Regions from separate parts of the Delphinus delphis genome. Here region 2 is linked to region 1. Evidence: chromatin contacts called from public Hi-C data. All regions are on one chromosome and are shown on one strand. The core of a region is the stretch at or near the end of the contact, and the rest is flanking DNA. Distances in the headings are between cores, read along the strand shown.

Evidence for each region. Hi-C and Micro-C count contacts between places; a contact is called where the count stands out from the background.
Region 2: a contact with region 1 is called in a Hi-C map of lung, with 3 times the contacts expected there. The contact joins the promoter of SNRNP27 here to the promoter of TIA1 in region 1. A contact is called at or near these places in 2 of 3 Hi-C or Micro-C datasets (lung and muscle).

Annotation. Positions count from the first base shown.
Region 1 is chr12:30,929,688-30,935,027 of mDelDel1.2, reverse strand. TIA1 (TIA1 cytotoxic granule associated RNA binding protein) reads right to left here and starts at 3,109. Exons shown (of 13, transcript XM_060026420.1): 1 at 2,826-3,109. The coding sequence starts at 2,851. TRNAG-CCC (transfer RNA glycine (anticodon CCC)) reads right to left here and starts at 3,457; the gene lies at 3,387-3,457.
Region 2 is chr12:31,234,519-31,239,858 of mDelDel1.2, reverse strand. SNRNP27 (small nuclear ribonucleoprotein U4/U6.U5 subunit 27) reads left to right here and starts at 2,380. Exons shown (of 6, transcript XM_060027562.1): 1 at 2,380-2,506; 2 at 3,508-3,628; 3 at 4,790-4,902. The coding sequence starts at 2,473.

The sequences.
Region 1 (5,340 bases), core at 1,860-4,359:
GATACAGAGGGCCAACTGTACATAAACCAGTCTGAACAAAAGTATCTAACACTATGCCCAGAAGACTTATTAATAAGATATCCATGCTCTCAGGACAGTTCTCGTTTTAAATTATATTTTACAACAAACTAACATTCTAGATGGCTGATAATTACGCGTTTGCAAATTAAAGTTATTGCTGACTTCACTCTCACATTCAACATCCAAACCACTGGCAATTCCCACAGCTCTGTTTTCAAAACATTTCCAGAATCAAACCACTTCTCACAATACGGTTGACCCTTGAACAACATGTGTTTGAACTGTGTGGATCCACTTATACACATGGAATTTTTTCACTAAATATGTACTACATGATCCACAGTTGGTTGAATCCACAGAAGCTGAGGTCTGACTCTAAAAGTTATACATGGATTTTTGACTGCTTGAGGGCTGGAGCTCCTAACCCTTGCATTGCCCAAGGGTCAACTGTACATTTCCAGAGTAGTGCTGACAAGAAATTGAACAGTCTCTAACAAGGCACTGCTGAACACTCGTTTGTGGCAAAGGAAGGCACTTCCTCTGAGCCATTCAGGTACACAGGCAATACGGAAATTCAGACTGTATCTTACCCTCAAGAATGAGTAAAATCTTGATTCACTGCTTGAAACTGTACCAGTTTTTAAAACAAATTTAATGATCACTTACCATGGACCAGACATTGCTAAGAACATATTAAAAGCCTCTGACTCCCAAGGTTATTCAAACAAACATTTTATATTAAAAATAAAAAACACTGCTGGGAAAAATCAGGGATGAGCACCTACTCATATTTAATCAAGATTGGTCTGACTGGAAGAATGGGAGTTTTGGTTGAGAAAGGCAGAAGCGAGGGAGGGGATAATAGGAAATGTTAAAGCATGGACTACTTTGGGGAAAAGATTCTTGGATGGGGTGTTCTAGTAAAGCATACAAGGCAAAATTAGTCATAAATGTAAGTGTCAAGAGTTGAGGACAGTAGAGTTGCAGGATGATGAACAAAAGGGTATATGACTTGGGATGAGTTACTTTAATTCTAAGCTTAGCTTTTCCTCAGCTGTAAAATGGACCCATTTACTGCAGAATTCTGATGAGGATTACACAAGCTCATAAAGCACTTAACAGAGAACACATGGCAAACGATAAGTATTCAATAAATAAATAATAAATTAAATAATAAATAAAACTTCATTAATTCTCCTGCAATGGTTGGTCCCCTGTCCCCAAGCTAGTACTGCTTGCTTTTGTAGACTGGCCTAGGAAAGCTTAAGTTGTCTTCATTATTTGATATTCCCAAATCAACGTACTAAATAGGTTAAATTCTCAGATTATTTTTGGCAGTTTCTGAAATTAAAAACTTCAAAATAAGATTCTTAAAGACATTATAAAAGATGAGCCGTTCTTAATCCAATATGCTGCTGGCTATCATACTTCCAGCGAAGAGGCAAGAGGGAAAAAAGGTTTCCATAAACTCTATGGGGCTAATGATGTTTTAGGGAGTATTCATCTACAGATATAATCTTTCAAAAGACAAAAGTCATGGGCTAATTGCTGCATCCTATTAAAAAGACACATAACGTAACTAACAGATTATGAGACAAACTATCAAAAAAGTTTACCTATTCATTAAGAAAACAAGTGTAACTATATTTCTCATATAGATTACAAAACGTAAACTATTTTGTTGGCGAAAAAAATAATTGATTACGTTGTACTTCATAACAACTGTGATATCCAGAGAGTTGCAAAAAGAAACCTGAGCGTATTTTTATTGCCTTGAGTTCTCAAACTGCCAGTATTCTAAGAATAAAAACAAAAAAGCTACGTCAAAAACTCATCGGGCTTTTTCTTCTTTTCGAGAAAAGCAACAAAGGCAGGATCACCTCAGCGGATAATATTGCGAAAAAAACAAAGGAGAGGGGGCGGGGAAAGCAACACGACAAAGAAAAGATCCCAAACTAAGATCACTTAACACTAAGTCTAAAAATTCTCAGAGATGACTAAATATGTTAAGGTACTTATCAATTGTTGCTTCATTAAAAACTCGCCGCTGCTTCAACGACATGTCAATCAGAAAAGTAGCAAGCGACGATAAAAATGCATTATATTCACTTCCCCTCAGTTAATATATACCTCCGGGGGAGAGTTCCATTTTTAAAAAGCAGTTTCAAGATCCTTAAGGGGTCCGATTTGGGGCTTTTTGATCAGGGGAGGGGGTGCCACGGAAGGAAAGCCACAGAGAAGTTCAAGAAAAAACATTTGGCGTTTTTCCAGTTGGCAACTGCGAGAATAAAGTTTAAGTCCCTGAAAATCAGTATAAGCATTTTCAAGACAAAAATTCTTATCAACGAAAGACACTGAAAGGAAGAGTTTCTAGAGAAAATCAAAGTAAAATGAAAGGGAGACGGCTGTAAAAATCAAAAGAGGTTAATCGAGACGCGGGGGAGGGGGATGGGGGGAGAGAAGAAAAGCGTAGAACAAAAAGGCTAGCCGAGTTCTAAAAACAGGTTTGAATGAAAATCTTTTCTCCACGCGTAAGACCACAGAGCGCCCGGGACGAAGCCAAACGCGACGCTGTGGGGTAGTTACGCGGCAGGGACTAATTTAGAGGGCTGAGCCCCGTCTCCGTCCATCTCGTCCCCTCACAGCCCGGGTCTCGGTCCCTAGGCATCCCGGTGAGCGCTAGGGAGAGGAACCATGATATCGCGGCGTCCGCGGGGAACAATAGGCTGGGGAGCGGCGCAGAGCCGAAGCTTCGCTCCGGGACCAACACCATCCCGCCCCCCTCATCGCTGCCCCAGACTCACAGAGTCTTAGGCATTTCGTCCTCCATGGCTGCTGCTGTCGCGGCGGCGCCTCCGGGTCCAGCTCTCTACCCTTTACTACCTCACAAATCTTTTGAGCTGCTATGTCTGTGAAATAGCTGGGTTTCTCGGCCGACCGGAGGTTACTCCGCCCCCTCCTTCGGCGGCAATTACACTAAACCACCCGGCCCAGCGCGAACAATGAAGCCCCAACACAAGATGGCGGCGAGCCGGGAGCCTTGAAGCGGCCAGCGAAGTGACCCGGGCCGCGCAGGCGCAGAAGAATCTTGCACTTTCAACCTCCTGGCCGCCAGGCTGCACCTCAGTCCTTATATTCACTCGTTGCGCAGCCGCTCTTCCAGCGACGCTCGGGGATGTCTCAGACTGCGCAGGCGTAAAGGTTAACTAGTTCATGACTTGAGGAAACTCTTTTGAATTCCACTCCAGATTCGAATGTGTCAACAGTAATTTATAGTGAAATATAAATATTCATGGAAATGAAAAATTGTGTTTCCAGAAGAAGAAAGATTATAAAAATTATTTAAGGCAAGGACAAAAGTTAGATGCGCCGCCCGGGAATCGAACCCGGGTCGCAAGAATGGGAATCTTGCATGATACCACTACACCAGCGGCGCTCACGATATTTGGTCTCGCTGAAATGCTTTAGGTTGACGTACAAGCAAACGTGTATTCCCGGAAGATTTGTTTATTTATTCAAAAATAAAAGTTTATTGAGAGTCCATATAATCTGTTACTTTTCATATAAGAAATGATTTCTTTTCTCTCATTCCGATACAGTTGAATAGATGTTCCTGCTTTTTCTGTACGGAAAAAATCTCATTAAAAAAATTTTTATTTTTAGCTTAAAAGAGTTTCAAGGGACTTCCCTGGAGGTGCAGTGGCGGGACTCGGCGCTTCCACTTCAGGGGGCTTGGGTTTCATCCCTGATCAGGGAAATAAAACCCGCAAGCCACACAGCGCGGCCAAAAAACAAAAAGTTTCATTAAGAATTTGTCTTCTTCATATATACACTACCAAATGTAAAACCGATAGCTAGTGGGAAGCAGCCGAATAGCACAGGGAGATCAGCTCGGTGCTTTTTTGTGACCACCTAGAGGGGTGGGATAGGGAGGGCGGGAGCGAGGGAGAAGCAAGAGGGAAGAGATATGGAGATATATGTATATGTATAGCTGATTCACTTTATTATAAAGCAGAAAGTACACACCATTGTAAAGCAATTATACTCCAATAAAGATGTTAAAAAAAAAAGAATGTCTTCTTGGTATTAACCAAATTTTTGAGAGCCTGGAATGTATTTCTAGATCTTAGCGGAATTTTTCTTTATATTTGAATCTCCTTGGTATATTCAATGTATACTGAAAAATATTTAAGAAATAGTTCTTTAATGCAAATAGGTCCCAAGAATTCTAAAACCAACTGACTCAGAATATATACAAATTTCAGCCCTCTTCCAGGGAAGCAGAAAAATTAGGGCTCTGAAATGTACTTCAGTATACTCATTATGTGTTTTGTATTGCATTTCATAAGTTATGTAAAAGTTTTTAAACATTGGGAAATGTACATGCCCCAAAATGTGGTGTTTTCTTTGGACTAGTTCCTTTAGACTTCGATACTTTTGGATAACCATTTTTAGAATTGTCTTTAGAATCTGGTGCACATTCTTGGGATTTTATTCAAAGATATCAAATATTAGTCTTTTGGGGATGAATAAGACAAATGTTAATAGTGGATAGTATTTTTAAACAACGTTTTGAGATGTAATTCACATAACATACATTTCTTCCATTTAAAATGTACAGTTTGGGAGTTCCCTGGTTGCCTAATGGTTAGGATTCCGGGCTTTCATTACCACAGCCTGGGGTTAACCCCTGGTCGCGGAATTGAAATACCCCAGGCTGGCAGCCAAAAAAAAAAAAAAAAAAGGAAAAAAATGTATAAAGATAGAATGCACAGTTCAGTGTTTTTGTTTTGTTTTTTCAGTACACGGGCCTCTCACTGTTGTGGTCTCTCCCGTTGCGGAGCACAGGCTCCGGACGCGCAGGCTCAGCGGCCATAGCTCACGGGCCCAGCCGCTGCGCGGCATGTGGGATCTTCCCGAACCGGGGCACGAACCCGTGTCCCCTACATCGGGAGGCGGACTCTCTACCACTGCGCCACCAGGGAAACCCCAGTGTTTTTTTTTTAGTGTTATCACAGAGATGTGCAACCATCTCTATAATCAATGTTAGAACGTTCACCGCCGAAAAAATGAAACCCTTACCAATTAGAAGTCACTTCCTATTCCCCATTCCACCCCCCGCCACAACCCACTAATCTTCTGTCTCTATAGATTTGTCTATTCTGGACATTATATTGTCCACGAAAAATTTGATTAATAGTCAATCTAAGAAAGCAATAGAGAATTTTATTTGAGCCAACCTGAGGATTATAGCCCGGGAGACAATCTTTCAGAAAGCTCTGAGGACATTTCTGCCCATTAGAAGTTAATGCACAGGGC
Region 2 (5,340 bases), core at 1,131-3,630, 310 kb before region 1:
CCTTTGGTTTTTTTCTTTCTCTTCTGTACTTTGCTTTTTTTCCCTTTATACTCACACCAATATTTTAAACATGCTTAAGTTTCTCCCATCTTTGAAAAACCTTCTACATTTACCTCCACCCACTGCCATATTTTGCCCTGCATAAGCCAAACTTCTCAAGAGGGTTTTATGCAGGGAATTCCCTGGTGGTCCAGTGGTTAAGACTCTGCTTTCACTGCCTTTCACTGCCATGGACCTGGGTTCGATCCCTGGTGGCAGAGCTAAGTCGTGTGGTGCAGCCAAAAAAAAAACAAAAGGTTATACAAGTTCTCTCCACTGCAAAAGCCATTCACAACCCAACTCCACTAAAACTGAGTCAGCAAAGACTTTGTTGCTAAATCCTTTAGGTTAGATGTGGGGTTTTTTTTCCATTCCTTTTAACATTTAAAATTAACCGCTTTGTTCTCCTTAAAAACAGCAGCCTTCTCTTAAAACTTCTCTGACCTCACACTCAATGGGTTTTCCTTCTCTTTCTCTGGCTCCCCCTTAGTCTCATTTTGGGGTTCTTCCTCTAGCTGTCTCCAGGCCCTTTTCTCTCAGCCTCCCCGGGGTGGTTTCATGCACTCTCATGGCTTCAAATGAACATCTATGTTCCGACGATTCCTTTTTTTTGGAATCAAAAAATCAGCCTAGATCTCTCTTCCAAGCTCCAGATAACACATCTAGTTGGCATCTCCTTTTGGATGTTCAGAATGGCACCTCGGATTAGTATGTCCAAGATCTGAACATATATGGTCTTTACCCAAAACTTACATTATGTACCTTAGCAAATGATGCTACCATCTACCCAGTTGCACAAACCTGGATGTCATTGTTGAATCTAAAATTCTATCATTCTCTGTCTCCAAAAATCAAGTTTTTCCAGTTTTATCAATTACTTCTCAAATTCAGCCACTTTTCACCTTACCTACTGCTAACACTCTAGTACAGGCCACTGGAGTTTCCAGTCTAGATTATTGTACCATCCTCCCTAGGTGTTCTCCCCCTGTAGTCAAGTCTCCAGTTACCCAAAGTGTTCTCTGAATAAACGCAAATGTGATTCCCTCCGGTCCTCAAAGCCCTTCAAAGGCTATTGCTTTTGCCTCAGGATAACTCTACCATAGCTTACAAGGTTTCTAGTCTTGTCTGTACATTCCACTTCTTGCTGCCTAGGTGGCTGCCATACTTCTTTAGTTCTCTACTTTTAGCCTGTCTGCTCCCTTGCCTCTTGCCCTGGCATATGCAGTCTCCTTTGCCCACACAATCTCTTCCACCTGTCCACACCACAGAAATCACCCCAATTAACCTGGCTAATTTCTACTCATCCCTAAGGTCTCGTTTGGACATCATTTCCTCCTGGAAACTTTTCTTGAGAAGCTTTCCCCTCAAACCAGTTAGGTACCCACTTTATGTGCACTCATAATATCTTGTTCTGCCCCTCTCAGTGCATCTTGACACTGTATCCCTCACTGGACTGCAAGCTACTCAAGAGCAGAGTTGTTTTTTTCATTGATTAAATCCTCTGGCACATAGGTGTGCAGTAAACATTTGTGTGAATAATTGTATTAATCATGCCTTTATTTCTTTCATTTTCTGCTGTTTTGACATCTGGGGCCTTGCTGAGACTGCCCTTCCCAGGGCTAGCTAATTTCTAGAGATAGCAAAAGACTCCCCTTCTGAGTGTGCCTTTCATATGCAAACCAGCCAGGGGAAAGCCCGTACTCTCCAACCACCTCCTTTATCGAGCTCACAAGCCAAGGCATTTTTCCTCTGCTATAATGACCCCAGGGCCAGGTAACAACAGCTCTGGACAGCCCCTAAATCCCAAGGCCCGCTGTAATTATTCAAACTAGTCAGTCTTAAACCTACTTAGCCTGCTTCCCAGCCTCTGCTATTCCCTCCCACAAAACTCAATAAAAGCTCTCAACCATACTTTATTTCCCCTTTCCCCCTCTGCCTCCTGACCCACCCTAGTTCTTCCCCAGGTGGACTTAAAACTATTTGCGTATGCTGTGTTTACAATTGGTTTGGTATGAAATATTTTATGCATGTGGACAAGACAGTCGGAAAGAAAAATGGGGGGTGGGGAGGAATGAGAACTGTATTAGGGTGGTTTATATATGGCTTTTTCCAGACATTTCTATAATAACATCAGGCAACACATTTTAACGCCCACCGTGGACAAAGAAAATGGGGAAGCCACCTCGAAACGGGGGTTGAAAGAGCAGACAGGATAACTGCTCTCGGCGAAAACTCCAGACTCGGAAGAGGGGACATCGGGCCGGGGCCGCGTGACTCTGCGCAAGCGCATCACCTCCCGCCTTCCTTAGAAGCCGGAACCCTGGCGACTCGTTTCGACGCTTCCCAGGCTGCAGGGAAAGCTCAGTTCCCCGCCCTCCCGGAAGTTGTTGCATAGTCGTTTCCGGGGCGGCGTGAGGTTGGGGAGGACTCCGAATGGGTCGCAGCCGCAGCCGGTCCCCGCGAAGGGGTGAGTCCAGAAGCAGTTCTGAGGGTCTGGGGCTCGGTCGAAGACCCGTCTCCCATTTTGTTCCCAGTCCAAGGGCCGCGGAGAGGAGGGACCTTTTCTCAGGAGGAGAAGAGAGGGGGTGGATGGGGAACGAAGACCTGGGCCCTACACGTTTCAGCCCTCGGATTTGAAGGCAGTTTTTTTCCGAAGTTGGGGTTTCGCCGACCCTTTGTCGCCCTCATACAGTAACTTTTGTTGTACTTGTGGCTGGGGAATGTAGAGTCAGGCCACGGTTCCCTTCATTTCTGGGTGACCGATTGCAAGTCATTCAGCCTTCCTGCGTCCGAGTTCCCGTAATTAGACATTGGGGGTAATATTGCTTACCTTTAAAAACTGAAGTGAGAATTGATGCCACACTGCGTAACACTCAGCATGTGATACCGCCAGGTTCTTAAATGCTCAGGGTTTCCTTTCCAGTTTATAGTAGGGAAATCGATGGTTAGGAGTTTGCGTGCAGGGAGCTCACCTCGTAAGCTCACCTCGTAATGTCTTCTGGCCCATGAAGTGGGCAGTGAGAGGTAGAGAAGCCAGGACTTGGATCGGGAGATGTCAGGTAGTCCCTCGATTTTGCCCCCTCGTTAGTTTTTATCACCTTCAGCTAATCAGGGTTGATCTTAAAAGTTAAATGAGCCCTCGAGCCACAAAGGGCTATTGAGCACTTAACATGTTCTCAATCGGAATTGAGAGCTGCTGTTGAAGTCGAATACACACCGGATTTCTTTGATTTAATGCGGAAAAAAGAAAGAATAAAGTGTCCATTTTTTATAATGAGCACATGTTGAAATGCTAATAGTTTGGATATATTGGGTTAAATCTATACTGTTAAAATTAATTTCATGCGTCTTTTTTACTTTTTTAATGTGACATCTAGAAATGGCGCGCATTATATTACTGTTGGTCGGCGCAGCATCCAGTAGATGTTGGAGGTAATTTTCGGCTCTACAATTTTGTATTTATATTAGAGCGTAGGCGGTCCCGGTCCACCTCCCGAGAGAGAGAACGCAGGCGCCGAGAAAGGTCCCGGTCCCGAGAGCGAGACCGGAGAAGAAGCCGCTCTCGATCCCCGCACAGAAGACGTTCCAGGTAAGTGCAGAAAATAACCAGAAGTTTTACCACAGCTTTGTAGTCGCTGCGCTTGACTCTGTTGTTATCACTTACAAAGGCACTTATGATTTCATGAAATGAGGGGAACTTTATCCCACTTTATTCTAAACCTAACATTCGCATTGATAAAATGGGGTTGATAACATTCCACATAGTAGAGTTGCCGTGAGGAGTAAATGAGAAATAATACGTGAAAAGCACTTAGCAAGAGTAAGAAATAAGTGTTTTGTATTTTTGTCTTGCTTTTTTATTTACTTTTGGTGATAATAATTTATTCAAGTATATAATCAGGAATGTGAGGGCTTCCCTGGTGGCGCAGTAGTTGAGAGTCCGCCTGCCGATGCAGGGGACACAGGTTCGTGCCCCGGTCCGGGAAGATCCCACATGCCGCACAGCGGCTGGGTCCGTGGGCCATGGCCGCTGAGCCTGCGCGTCTGGAGCCTGTGCTCTGCAACGGGAGAGGCCACAACAGTGAGAGGCCCGCGTACCGCAAAAAAAAAAAAAAAAACAGAATGTGAGATCTTGGAAGAATCTTAGAAGTGGACTCTGGTTCTTTTTTTTTTTTTTAATAAATTTATATATTTATTTTTGGCCGCGTTTGGTCTTTGTTGCTGCATGCAGGCCTCTTATTGTGATGGCTTCTCTTGTTGCGGAGCACCGGCTCTAGGCACGCAGGTGTCAGTAGTTGTGGCTCACGGACTCTAGAGCGCAGGCTCAGTAGTTGTGGCGCACGGGCTTAGTTGCTCCATGGCATGTGGGATCTTCCTGGCCCAGGGATCGATCCCGTGTCCCCTGCATTGGCAGGCGGATTCTTAACCAATGCGCCACCAGGGAAGTCCTTGGACTCTGATTCTTAATAAGCATCAGACACATTTGTTTGTTTCGTTGCTTTTTTCTGCCTTACAGAAAATTTTTTTGCCCTAGCTATACTGAGTGTAACTGATGATTAAACAATAAATAATTTTTTGCTAACATTCAGGGCCTTCTTCCTCATTCTGCTTTGGGGAACAAATTCCTGGTTCTCTAGAGCCTGGCTTTTGTTCAGCCTTTACCTTGCAGGCACTCATGTATATCTGTGCTCATCAGCACAAGTGGCCGGGTATGTCTTTGTTTCTGACATTTTTACTTATTAAATTTTAGATCCCCAAGACGACATAGATCCACATCTCCTTCCCCTTCTCGACTAAAAGAAAGAAGAGATGAAGAGAAGAAAGAAACAAAAGAAACAAAGAGCAAAGAACGTCAGATAACTGGTAATGTTATTAGATAAATAACTGTAGGAAAAGTACAGCCATGTTTAGATAACTACAGTTATGATAAAATTATAAAAGTATAATTTTTGAACATTTAACTATTAAGTTTTTAATAGTGTTCATTGCATGTAGTTTTGAGATGTTGTTTTAGTTGTACCTTAGTTGCTGGTTATCTGGTGCTCTAGATACAAGGACAGTTAAAAACATGAGAATATTATATTTTGGAAGTATCGTCAAAACTAGTGTTCTGTCTGATATTAAAGATGGTCCTTCCTAAAGGCTCCAAGCATGTCATTTTAAAAACACTTATTTATTTATTTTTTGCTGCATTGGGTCTTCGTTGCCGAGTGGGGGCCACCCTTCATTACAGTGCGTGGGCTTATTATGGTGGCCTCTCTTGTTGCGGAGCATGAGCTCCAGGCACGTGGGCTTCAGTAG